2 separate regions of the Hordeum vulgare genome follow, and region 1 is linked to region 2. A link is a contact called in public Hi-C data. All regions are on one chromosome and are shown on one strand. The core of a region is the stretch at or near the end of the contact, and the rest is flanking DNA. Distances in the headings are between cores, read along the strand shown. Region 1 has its middle 47 kb from the start of LOC123424731. Region 2 holds the start of LOC123424729 (peroxidase 2-like).

What was found. Hi-C and Micro-C count contacts between places; a contact is called where the count stands out from the background.
Region 1: a Hi-C map of seedling shows a contact between it and region 2, with 1.9 times the contacts expected there. The contact joins the enhancer-like site here to the promoter of LOC123424729 in region 2. A contact is called at or near these places in 2 of 6 Hi-C or Micro-C datasets (leaf and seedling).

The regions. Positions count from the first base shown.
Region 1 is chr2H:41,662,028-41,668,332 of MorexV3_pseudomolecules_assembly, reverse strand. No RefSeq gene overlaps it. Among protein-coding and RNA genes, the nearest start is that of LOC123424731, 47 kb to the right of the region's middle. Within about 2 kb of position 3,307, at least 3 of the 3 cell types and tissues checked have open chromatin away from gene starts, as enhancers often do. A contact at or near this core is called in leaf and seedling, where this site is marked.
Region 2 is chr2H:41,508,255-41,515,367 of MorexV3_pseudomolecules_assembly, reverse strand. LOC123424729 (peroxidase 2-like) reads left to right here and starts at 2,947. Exons shown (of 4, transcript XM_045108403.1): 1 at 2,947-3,215; 2 at 3,347-3,538; 3 at 3,641-3,806; 4 at 3,909-4,502. The coding sequence starts at 3,012. The coding sequence ends at 4,297.

The DNA.
Region 1 (6,305 bases), core at 2,058-4,557, 150 kb before region 2:
TTTTGTAGCAATAAAAAAGGTAAACACTATTTATATGTTTGAACTTACTTGATAAGCACACATTTTATAGGTGATGTCCATTCTTTTTCATTTTGCAGCCCCTCACATCAGCCCTCACTACAGGTCATCTCCAAACAACAACTGTAGTTACACCGCCTCTGAATTCAGCAGATACAGCGAAATTTCCTGCAACGAAGAGTGGAAAAACTGTGGCAAAGAAGACTACATCGCGTGGGGCAAAGAAGAGTAAAGTACCTATGCCAAAAAAGAATAGCAACAAATGTTCAAAAGAATCTCACAAAGAACATCATGCACTCGTACATTCGAAATAGCGGTTTCATAAATTTAGTGGTTGCAATGTGCCTACATATATGTAAATATTTTCATATTGCACTAATCTACTTATTGCCCTCACATGAGAAATTTCTTTAAGTGTAGACGTGTTCCGGATAGTGCATTGTATGCTTTGGCAGCACGCACTAAGATACTCATTGTTCTTAAGACTAGAGTTTCCTTATGTATGCCAGGTATCATAATCCCTTTTTAACGAAAAAAAACTAAGCTGACAATCTTTGAATTATTTTTTTCAAAAAATGTATGGATAAGAACAATGTTTAGAAAGATGTTGATAGCTTTTTCCTAAAAATGTTCATATAACTAAACAAAGATGTTGATTTTTATTAAAAAAATCAAACATAAAAAATAATATAAAATTGTAGTTTAGAAATAGGTAAAAACCAAAGTTGTTATAACTAACTAAAAGTGTTGATTTAACTAGTATTTTCGAAATAATGAAATTATATGTTGTAAAATGTTGAGAACACGAATTTCAAAAATGTTGATATAAATTTTAATTTTTTAATTAGGTTTAGTAAAACTCAAAATGAATTTTAAGAAAGTATTTCGAAGATACTGATATACTTAGATAAAAATGTTGAACTGCTATTAATAAAATATTTATATAACCAAATAGAATTGTGAACTAGTATTTAGAGAATGTTGAACTAACCATATAAAATGGTGAACTATATTTAAAAAAGCTAATTAAATAAAATGTTGAAACCGAAATTTAGAAATGTTCTTATAATTTTAAAAGATGTTGAAATAAGTTTTTCCAATACTTGAAACGGTGTTTTAGAAATATTCCCCAAAAACTGATTTGAGGAATGTATTTAAATATTATTGATATAATTAACTAAATGTGAAACAAGTATTTAAAATGGTCGATGCAGATAATTAAAAATGGTGAATTTCTTTTATAGAAAAGTTGAAACTATGTTTACAAAGTGTTGAACTATTTTCTTTAAAATATACCTTACAAAAAATGAATTAAAAAATATCGATATACATACAAAGAATGTTAATGTAAGTAAACAAAAATGTTGAACTAGAATTTTGGAAAAGATGAAATTATATGCTAGAAATGTGGACAAAATTAATTTTTAAAAAATTGATATAAATGTTTATTTTTTGAATTAGATTTTAAAAACAAAAAAAATGTTTTGAATATTTTATTCTGAAAGAACTGACATAACTTGATTAAATGTTGAACAAGTGTTTAGGAAATGTTCATATAACCATATAAAATGTCGATGTAATATTTTAAAATGTTGATATAAGTAAATTAAAACAGTGGAATATAATTTTAGAAGTTTTTTATAAGTAAACAAAAATTCTCAAGTGTTTTCAAGAAGTTGAAACTGTGTTCCAAAAATGTGCGAACTGTTCCATTAAAATGTGGATGCTGATAAAACAAATGATGAATTTGTGTTTTGGAATAGTTGAGACCGTATTTCCAAAATTTTCAAAATATACTTTACAACGGAACTTCAAAAATGAATTTACAAAATGTTGATATACATACAATAATGTTGAAATAACTAAAACAAAATGTTGAACTAGTATTTTGGAAATGATAAAATTATATGCTAGAAATGTTGAAAAAATGAATTTATATGTTGTGAAATGTTCCCCAAAAATGAATTTGTGGAATGTGTTCAAATAATATTGACAAAACTAAATAAAACACTGAACTATTATTTCAAAATGTAGATACATGTAATGAAAAATGACGAATTAGTTTTATAGAAAAGTTGAAACTGTGTATTCAAAATGATGAAAAATATGCCCTACAAAAAAACTTTGAAAATGAATTAAAAATATTGATATAGAGAAAAACAATGTTGATATAAGTAAACATAAACGTTGAAATAACATTTTGAAAATGATGCAAATATACGCTGTAAATGTTGAGAAAATGAATTTGAAAACTGTTGTATAAATGCTAAAAAATGATGAATTAGGTTTTCAAAAAACTCAAAAATGAATTTGAGGAATGTATAAAAAAAAACTGACATTACCATGCTCCACTACCTCGGTGGCGGTGGTCCCTCGGGATCGCGGCCCTTTGTGTTCGAGGAGGAAAGGGCCGCAAGGTAAGAGACACGGTATGAGGGTCACAACATAGCCTGTTGCTCCTTGTTCTCCAAGTCGGACATGGCGCCGACTTGTGTCCTCAACGACGATGACCTCGTCGATGTCTGGACTCTTGACCATTCCGTCACCCACCGGGAAGACGACCAACATCGTCGTCTTTTTGACGTCAAGCTTGCCGAGATCGATGAGGCATCGTTGCTTTGCGATTCCTCCGTCAAAGCCAGGATGGATAAGGCTGTCGCTAAGGCTCGGCGGGGTTGTTTGCATTGGCCGCAAAGGCCCTCCGCACCACGCAGGTGGAAGCGGAGCAACTTCTCCAGCGTGTCAAGCAACGGCCGGACAAGGTTGTCGTGGTGGACCGACGTCCTTCCGTGGCTGGAGGGACAACGATGACGACGGGGCAGCCGGACAGGGCGACCATGTGTACGATGTCGAAGTCCGCTACAAGATTTAGGTTTTTTCCCTTTCTAATTTTAAGTTAAACAATAGAAATATCGGACTGTAAATTATACTCGAACATGAATGAAATTTGTTTGATTAGTTGAAATCCAATAAACTGTGTGCAACTATTTTTGGATGTCCGGCATCCGTATCCGTGCCCGTGAACTGTTTTTCGGTCAACGTACACGTACAGATGCAATGTTCGGTTTAGGAGGTCGGCATTGGAGATGCCCTTGCGTCCGTCCTCTCATCCTCGGGCGAATTAGCACGTGCGGCACCCTTACCAGACAACTATGGGGCTCTCATTGACAACTAACACGCCAGTACAAGCTGGCCACTCAAAGCGACGACTGAAAGATGGATCAGAGGGGCCAACCGAGCCCAACGACCAGGAGTTTTGAATTCCACGGTTGCTTCCTCCCCCAGTCCCCCTGAAACCGACGTGTGCCCAACCCACGCATGCACGCTCATCGGTAGTGCCACACACACTACTCCGCGCTCCTTGGAGCCATGCGGCTGAGAAAGGATCACGGGACGTCGCTCGCCGCCTTCCGCGCTCCGTTGAAAAAGGGAGCGCCCCGACGACGCCATAGCTCTCGCACGCACGGAAAATTCAGTCAGAAGCTGCTGAATGGCATCGTATGAAGATACTGGTATTGTAAGAATCCAAATACGCATGTGACCAGGACACCAGGTACTGCAATCGAGTCAGGAAGCCGCTGAATGGCATCGCACGGAGCCGGGTGTCCAGGATTTAGTCGTAGAGAAACGTGCTTGTACCGGATCGATATATAGTGTTGCTACAATCCAAAATCGTACATGATTTGGACGGTCACCCGTCGACAGGGGGCTGTATAGAAAAGAACGAAACTACTATTTTCTTAAACTTGAACACAAAATCACCTCAATCTAAATATATTTCAGAACCTGACCCTTTTACATGATGTCCAACGCTAGGGCGACATGCTAGATAACATGATGCCCGGACTAAAACGTCATGCTATTTGGCATGACGCTCTTACCCGAGATGACTTGCTATCGGCACCGTGACGCCCTAACCCAAGGCATCATTGCTATAACGTCTTAGCTTTGGACATCATGCTAAAAAAGAATCAGTTTGTAAAATACTTACATTAAGATCTTAGAAAATAACCAATTTTGTCTATTTTCACGCATAGATATATTCTGAAATCTCAAGATTAAAAAGTTGGACACATATTATTTTAAAAAAAAGAAAGTTAAACCTCTGACCTCTGCAACAGTTGATGCATACAATCATCTTTATTAATTATTTAGTCAAGGTCTCATAAAAACATACGTCAAGCCATCCAAAGTCATCACTCACACCTATAAATTTAATAATGTAGAGTGATGTCACTCCCAATATCTAAACCTGTGTCATCACCGATTCATCCATATAACGTATCAAAACCTACAACCAGTGCAGCAAATCTGAAGCGTACACCACATACACACATTTTAGAAGTCGCAATCATCATCGAACCGCTGACCCATCTTCAAGAAACAGATCTGCATCATCCTTACTAGTCCGACCATCCATCAACGCCATCATGAAGCCCAACGACACCACCTTCCTGTGTGCAAACTGCTGAACACGTTGCAGTCGATGTCGGTACACTGCAGCACCATGCCGTCAAGTACGACCAGCCGACACAACTTGAAGTCTGCGAAAGATCTATCGCGCGTAGCATGTGCCGAACAGATATGACACGACTTAGCATTTGTCAGTCAGATATGGCTTGACACCTCCGCCGAAGCTTCATATAAGCTGAAGCAGCCCCACCTCCTGACACACTGATTTTCATTTTCGATGTTTAAATTACCGCAAACTCGGATATATGTACCTCAATATGCAGGAGAGATAGGAGGAGCACTACTGGGAGACCGAAGAGCTCGATTGTGTCTAATTAATTACCTGATTAGCCGATTGACAGATATTCCTTCTGTTATAATTTAAAAGGCACGGTTAAAATTTACATGGTTTATACTAATGATGTGATCCCCTAACAAATTGAGTTTTCTACTATGATAGTGGTTGTTGTGGTAATTCATTTTAATTTTATATGAACTTTGCCTCCTCCATGAACAAACTTACCCCCCTCCCTATGCTTGCATGCTGGCTTCGTCTCTGTCGGTTAGTTGTCCATCATCAGACATGATTGTCTTCTTTGTTGTCTCATTTGTAAGTCCACACTCAACCCGCAATTAGATCTCGAGATTTTTTTGTCTAAGTTTCAAGTTCACCATCGTGGTAACTGGGTTTCAACATTTTCTTGTCCCAGTTACAAGTTCACTCTTAGCTCGTCACTCGAGTCTAGCATTTTTTTGTCTCAGTTGCATGTCCATGCCCAACTTGCGACTAGGGCTTAACATTTTTTGTGCCTAGTTACAAATCCACCTCGACACTTAATTAGGGCCTGATCTTTTTTGTCCCATTTACAAGTTCACCTTTGTCTCGCAACTTTGGTCTGATCTTTCTTTTTTCCAGCTGCAAGTCCATCATCGAGTCGCAACACGGACCCAACCTTTTTGTCCAGTTGCAAGTCCATACTCGACTTGCCACTCGAGTTCGATCTTTTTTGCCCCAGTTACAATTCCATCCTCGACTCGCAACTAGACCCGATCTTTTTGTCCAAGTTGCATGTCCATTCTCAACTCGCAATTGAAGGCTGTCTTTTTTTTGTCCCAGTTGCAAGTCCACCCTTGACTCGCAATTGATGTTCGACCTTTTTGGTCGCAGATGTAATCCCAACCTTGACGCATAACTCGGTCTTGACATTTATGTTGTCCTAGTTACAAGTCCGCTCTCGACTAGCAACTGAGTATAAACTTTTTTTTTGTTTAAGTTGTAAGTCCATTTTCGACTCACAACTAGGATCTCACATTTTTTTGTTTCAGTTGCAAGTTCATCCTCGACTTGCAACTGTGCCAACATTTTTTTCACAATTGCAAGTTCACCATGATTCGCAAATGGGGTCCGATCTTTTTTTGTCCCAATTGCAAGTTCATTTTTGACTTGCAACTCCACTCTAAAAATATATTAACATTTGTAAATTTCATGAATGTTTTTCCAAATTCCCGCACAATTTAAAGTTTCATGAATATTTTTTATCAACATTTTTTCATATTATTTAATATCTATTAAATTTGATTAACATTTTTTACGATTTTGTCAGTATTTTTTTTATTGATGAACAATATTTAATTTATGGGAATGAAGTTTACACTTTTTTAGTTTGACTTATATTTTTATGCTTTGGGAATATATTTAAAAACAATTTAAACATTTTTTGTTTGATGAACATTTTTGATAATTTTACGAATATTTTCTAATCTACAAACATTATTTTTCGGTACGACGTAAGCCAGGTTGACTCGCTCAAAAGTCGCGGGGTACAAATAAAGAG
Region 2 (7,113 bases), core at 1,698-4,197:
TGCGCTCGAGTGTGTGCCTTCGTGAAGAAGCCTGCCAATTATAACTCATAGAGCACATAGTGAAGAGCGAGAGTGTGATCCTGCGCAGCAGCACGCACAAAGTGGGCATCCACACCAATGTGCTTGGTGAGCTCATGCTTGACGGGGTCACGCGCGATACTGAGAGCATCTGTGCTATCTGACAGTAAGGGAGTCGATGTAGTAACAGGCATACCAAAGTCCTCAAGTAACCATCGTAACCAGATCACCTCAGCCGTCAACATAGCCATCGCACACAATTCATCCTTGGTATTCGAGCAAGACCTGGAGCAGTAGCCACACGCTGTATCACGACGCGATTGGCCCTTCTCAGCCTAAGGAGGGCGACCCATCCCCCCAGCGGGTGTGGGCAGGAGTGGCGGTGCAGTGGAACGAGCAGATGGCACAGGAGCTCGGACAGCCAACACAGAGGGAACCGCAAACAGCCCAGCAGAACGAAGGTGAGTCTCCTCAGCACGAAGCTCAACAAGAACCTCTGTGATAGGAACACGGTCTCAAGAAAGCAAGTGAGCACGCCGAGGCTCAAACTCGGAGCAGAGGTGAGCTAAGAACTCATGGACACGCTGAAACTCCAAGTCAGACCGCATAGTCTGGCAATAACGTCAAGCTCCACAAAGAGCTGTCTGAAGAGTATCAAGCTAGCGCGAGATGGCTGAACTCTGTGTGTAGAACTCATCAACAGAAGAGTCACCTTGCTGAAGAGCATGCTCCTGACGCACCACAGATAGGTAGAGAGCATCACCAAAGGTCTGATAGTGCTCATACAAATAAAACCACATTGCTGCAATGGTGCCGAGACCCATGAACTCCGAGTCAAACTGAGGGAGGACACTCACAGTGAGAACAACAACACGAGCATCATCGTTGCACCACTAAGTGTAAGCAGACAAATCATCCCAGTAAACAGAAAGAGCATCTGAATAAGCATCGACCGCAGCATCATCAAGAGCCTTGGCTGCATCCCGATTAGCCTAAGAAGCATTAGCAGCCATAATAGGTAGCACCGGCGGGATAGGAGCCACACGAGCAACATGGCATGATGGACACAAGAGCTCACTAGAGAGAACGCCCCACCGCAGAAGACCACGCATGTGGATACGCATGAGGCCCAGAAACTAAGCATTGTTGTGTCATCGAAGATCATCGAGCACCGAGAAACAACAACATACCTCGAAGAAGACATGACGAGCTCTCTGATTTCTTTCTTTCTTTTTCTTTTTTCTTTTTTTGGAATCCAAATCTGGATCGGGCTTGATCGAGCTGGCTGCTGGATAAGCGGCGGCCGCAGCTACATCCAGTCGAGGCAGGTAGCAGCAGCGGCTGCAAGAGCAGCACCCCGATAGGGAGGTGCCGGCGGCCTCCGGACGAGGAGGGCGCGGTGGCAGCCGCGGAGACCAGCAGCCGCACGAGGACGCGTTAGGTAGCGCCTGCCGGAGGCAGCGGCAGCGGCAGTGCAGTCGTGCAAGGCCGGGTGAGGCGTAGCCAGCGGCGGCGGATCCGTGCGGGGCCGGGGATGGCCAGGTGTGAGGCGACCGGCCGCGATGAAGGCAGTGGGGGCGGCGGCAACCACGGGCGCGACCAGGCAAAGAGGCGACCGGCGACGAGACACAGGGCAGCCCGACAAGGAGAGAACGGCCGTAGCAGCCGGTCGAGGGGGAGCGGAGCGGCCGGAGGAGCTAGAGGCAGCTAGCAGTGGCGGCGGCGGTGGAGGGAGAGAGCACGAAGCTGCAGCGGGCGAGAAAAAAACCTAAGCATCTAATACCATGTTAGGAATGAACAACTGACATTCATAAAAGGACCAAGGTCTAGTACATATACATGTGATAAAAGACAAGCAACCCCTTATAAAGATCCAATACCTAACGATACCGACCTAGGCACGAAACCAGTAGCCTTGCCCAGACTACGGACTACTATTTTGTCCGCTAGCTACTCATATTAGGCGAACCCGCAGTAGGGCAGTAGTGGACCAGCGCTGTACTAATAGCAGTACTGCATTTTTGACCAAGAGACAAATTTTAGAGTTGGACGAGCGCATATCCACGAGTGCGCCCAACGCACGCCCATAAGAATGTGATACCCTATCGTATGGGCATTTAGCATGACACTCCAGTGGTCTACTGAATAGTTCAGGACCATACTGTGCGTCTTCACTGCCGGCAAGTAAGAAACCGTCTCACGGTCAGCTGGTGGTCACCTGCTAAATTTACTGCCTGAAGTGGACGCGCCGGCCATTGCGCCGGCATCTACTTCGGCCTGCATCGCAGGTGCATGCGTCCATGGAATTCGGTCCATGGCGCAGCGAAAGAACACTAATTTTCTGGACCATATATGTTCTATACCATACTTACGTCCGAATTGATAGGAGAAGGGGGCGCTCGTGTTATCGTCTTGCCCAACTAGCTCTACTGAATGGTTGCTGATTAGGAAAATGAGGAAGAGTTGACACCTGAACCACGTTTAGAGACAAACCACATGTGGGGTAAGCATCCAGCAGAGATAGGATATGTCACTGGTGTGTGCATATTTTCGCCTAAGAAATACTAGGATAAGGCCTGATCGAACTGACCATATGCAATCATGCATGCATAAACTGAGCGGATGTGCAGCAAGGTTTCTTGCGCCAATAATGCAGTTGCTGTTCGTGTTGGCCGAATAAAATTTGTTTATGTCGAATACGCTGTACCAAACTGGTAATCAAATCGAAGAGAGAACGTTCCATGCTAAGCGTTCGAACAGCATTCGTTCATGGGGTATCCTTTCTCCAGGACAATGATTGCCAACATGTCTGCTAGTACCGTCTCTGTGGACAAGTTAGGCACAACATTTGGAGGTTTTAGCCACGGGCACCCGTGGCTCCGTAACCTCTGCGGGCTATATATATGTCCAACGCTAGCATTGTTCTCTTGCAAGCCATACCCAACTAGAGAAAAGTGAGGCAGAAGCACCACTAGTCGTTAGAGTAGCGATCGATGGCCTCTGCCTCTTGTCTTAGCTTAGTGGTGCTCGTGGCAATGGCCTCGGCGGCGTCGGCGCAGCTGTCGTCGACGTTCTACGACACGTCGTGTCCCAACGCGCTGGCCACCATCAAGGCCGGCGTGGCGGCCGCCGTGCAAAACGAAGCCCGCATGGGGGCGTCGCTGGTCCGGCTGCACTTCCACGACTGCTTTGTCGATGCAAGTCTCACGTAACCTCGCCATTCTTCCGTTCGGGGAATAATCCTAGTTAGTTTAGTTAACTGTAAAATAGTCAGTTATCCATGGACAACAAATGATTTGGATTCTTGAACTGTACTTATTTTTTCCAGGGATGTGACGGGTCCGTTCTGTTGGCGGACACGGGGAGCTTCGTCGGCGAGCAGGGGGCTGCCCCGAACAAGAATTCCATTCGAGGCATGAACGTCATCGACAGCATCAAGACCCAGGTGGAGGCCGTGTGCAAGCAGACCGTCTCCTGCGCCGACATCCTCGCCGTCGCCGCCCGTGACTCCGTCGTCGCGGTAAGCTCGGCAATTAGCCGTCATGCATGCATCGATGCTGAATTGCTGGCATACCATTTTCTTTAACTGTGGTTTGGAACTACTTCTGTGCATACCAAGCAGCTGGGTGGGCCGACATGGACTGTTCTCCTGGGGAGGAGGGACTCCACCACTGCAAGCAAGACCAACGCGGAAAATGACCTGCCACCCCCTACCTTCGACCTCCAAAACCTCACCACCTTGTTCGGCAACAAGCAGCTCAGCATGACAGACATGGTTGCGCTCTCAGGTGCGTACACACTGCTAATATGCTTTCTCTCAGCTCAAACTGTATGCCACGAAGGCTGGGAAGAAATATTCTGACACGGCTGTGCTCTCGATCTAACTGCAGGCGCGCACACGATCGGGCAATCGCAGTGCCGGTTTTTCAGGAACAGGATCTACAACGAGACCAACATCAACACGGCCTTCGCGACGGCGCTCAAGGCCAACTGCCCCCAGTCCGGCGGCGACAACAGCCTGGCGCCGCTGGACACGGCGACGCCCAACGCGTTCGACAATGGCTACTACACCAACCTCATGTCGCAGAAGGGGCTGCTGCACTCGGACCAGGTGCTCTTCAACAGCGGCGGCGCCGACAACACGGTCAGGAGCTTCGCGTCCAGCGCGGCGACGTTCAACAGCGCCTTCACGACAGCCATGGTGAACATGGGGAACATCGCGCCCAAGACGGGGACGCAGGGACAGATCAGGCTCGTCTGCTCCAAGGTCAACTCGTAATCTGCTCGCCGACACTCTGCTGCTACGCATGGATGGACTAAATAAGGTCTCGGAGACCAGTACTGGCACCTACCGAGTATGTGGCGTGTGTATGTACGGTGGGGGTGAAAATTGTACGGGTGCGTCCGTCCGTGCGCCCACATCTTTAACGAATTCTCGTGCAAAGGCATGGAGGATTGCTTCAACTACATTTGAGTATGACATACTTCGAGATGCTAATGGCTGTCACTTTAACGGGTCAATAGCTCCTATTGTATCTTTAAGCTGAATTAGAAGGACTACGGCATAGTTGACGAAAATAGCCACCGTGCTACATTTTAGAAGCCCAAAGAGCCGACGACTATCCGAAGGTCTAAAATGGTCGTCAATGAAAATAAGGTTATGTTTAAGACAGGTGGGTCCCACTTGACAGTGCATCTAGTTATGGACCTACTTGACAGTGCATCAGGTGAAACGTGTTCCGGTGCCTAACAGAACCCATGTTGCTCCGTCCTCTTCATTCTCGACGGGTAAAGTTCCTTTGTACCTGGTCCAGCACGGAGCCTCTTATCTTCACCCTTGAATATTTGCTTTGAGATCTTTGCTCTTCATTTAACTTACTACAAAAAAAATCTCTTTTTTGTTTCTCTCAAACGAAATAACATATGGACTTCAAACTTTACAGATCAAACAAACTTTCTAACAAGAATGTGTGAAAAAGCTTTCAGATTTTTTGTTGGGACATAAATAAACAAAAAGAGGATTTTTTTTGATTAAAAAATTACGTTAAGCATTCAAAATACATGATAAAATCTAAGAGGTTTTTCTCACATTCTTGTTAGAAAGTTTTGTTGTACTGCAAAATTTGAAGTTTATATGTTGTTTCGTTGGAGGAAAATAAAAAAGACAAATGTGCATGCACGGATCTTGATGTTGAAATGAATGGCTTAGATAAGGGATACCGTGAAGGTCGAGCTACAGAAAACCACAGTCCGATCGATGGCGTAGCTTTTATTCATGCTCACGGCAGCGGCTCGTTCTCGGCGACCGCGACGGCTGTGGTGAGTGAATCTGAAAGCCTTGTGATGTTCCCCTCCGGGTCGAGTTAGATCTCACAACATCACCTCTATTTCCGATCGATTTGATCCAGATTGTGTGTGTGTGAGGGGGGGGGGGGCGAAGGGGGAGGGGAAGGCTGAACGCGATGGAGCTGCCAAAGACAACGTCGACTAGGTAATTTCTTAATGTGCATCCTTTCCAACCTATGCGATTTGTGATGTATCTACTTCCACTAGCTCACACTGCCCACATTAACAAACAGTGGAGATACTGCTCGGACCTTCGAATTCACTATTGAATTCTTTCCATCTAAGTCAAAGCTAGGTGATGGTAGCATGAGGGACATAGAGAGAGATATAATTATGAAATGTGAGGTTGAATTCGGAGAGATTCATCCACAAGAACTACAGAGCATGTTAGAGAAGGTCATGAAGAATGTGGTGGAAAAAATTGGGAAGATCATTTTTGGGGTTGAGAGCAAGTGGTAGCATTGTGACGGTTTGATAATTGGGAAGGCGAGTATGTGAGAATTGAGGATGGCGAAGAGATGGTTGATGAAATTGACCGACAAGATGGCTAGACAAGCAAACCGACAACCTTTCATGCAGTGAACGTTGATCTCAAATAAGATTCTAAGGTTGGATATGTGACCTTAGAGTTGGTTTTACAGATGGTAGACGATGATTGGACCTGAGAGAGGCATATACTGCCCATGTGTACGGGTGAAGTGACAATATTAGCTGAGAGGGGTGATGGAGATGCACAAGAGGACTGTGATGGTGTTGCAAGGGTTGTTTCTACTAATTGAAATTTAGTACAATTAAATGACTCTACTGATTTGGTCATTGCGCCAATGGATGTCATTAAGATGGCCAAAAAAATTGGCATTCCAGTGGATGATCAAGATAAGGAGGAGAATGGTAATTCTAGTATGCCTACTGATGCTAACAGAGATTTATCTGAAGATGTGGATGGACAACTGATGGAATATTCTACAAATGATGTAAATGATGCACATGATGACGAGTTGGTAAATGTCTATGATAAGGAAACCCATGTTATTGCAGTAGGCATGTTTTTCCAAAACATGGATGAGTTTTGTATGTGTTCCAAGACTTATGCAGTCAACCTTGAATTTTATGCCAAGACTAAGTGGACTGACACAAAGAAGTTTTATGCAAGATGCAAAGGTTTTGATGGAAGTGTCAAGCCTTGCAAGTGGTACATATTTGCAAGACGCCAACCTGATGCAAGTACCATCAAGGTCAATCAAATCCCACATCAACATACTTGTATTACAAGTTCACAAAGAGTATCAACCATGACATCACAACTTTGGATTAGAGAAAAGATCACTCCAATTTTAGTCAATAAACCAAACACTACTTCAAAGAAACTTAAAGTAGACTTGGAAAAGCAGTACACCATTAAGGTGAAGTATAACACAATGTGGTAGGCAAAACAAATGGCAATGAAACAATTGTATGGTGATTGGACAAATACTTTAAGGATGCTTTGTAACTTCAAAGCAAAGGTGGAGAAGAGGTCACCTGGAAGTGTTGTGGAGATAGATACTAAGGTAACAGAGGACGGAAAGTCCTTTTCTATAAGTTTTTTTATGGCTTTACAACCTTGCATCGATGGCTTCAAGGCAGGGTGCCGTCTATATTTGAGCATAGACTCATCGTTTTTGACTCGCAAGTGGAATGATCAATTGGCAGCTTTCAATGCTTTAGATGGTCAAAACTAGATGTTCCATGTTGCTATTGGCTTGTTTC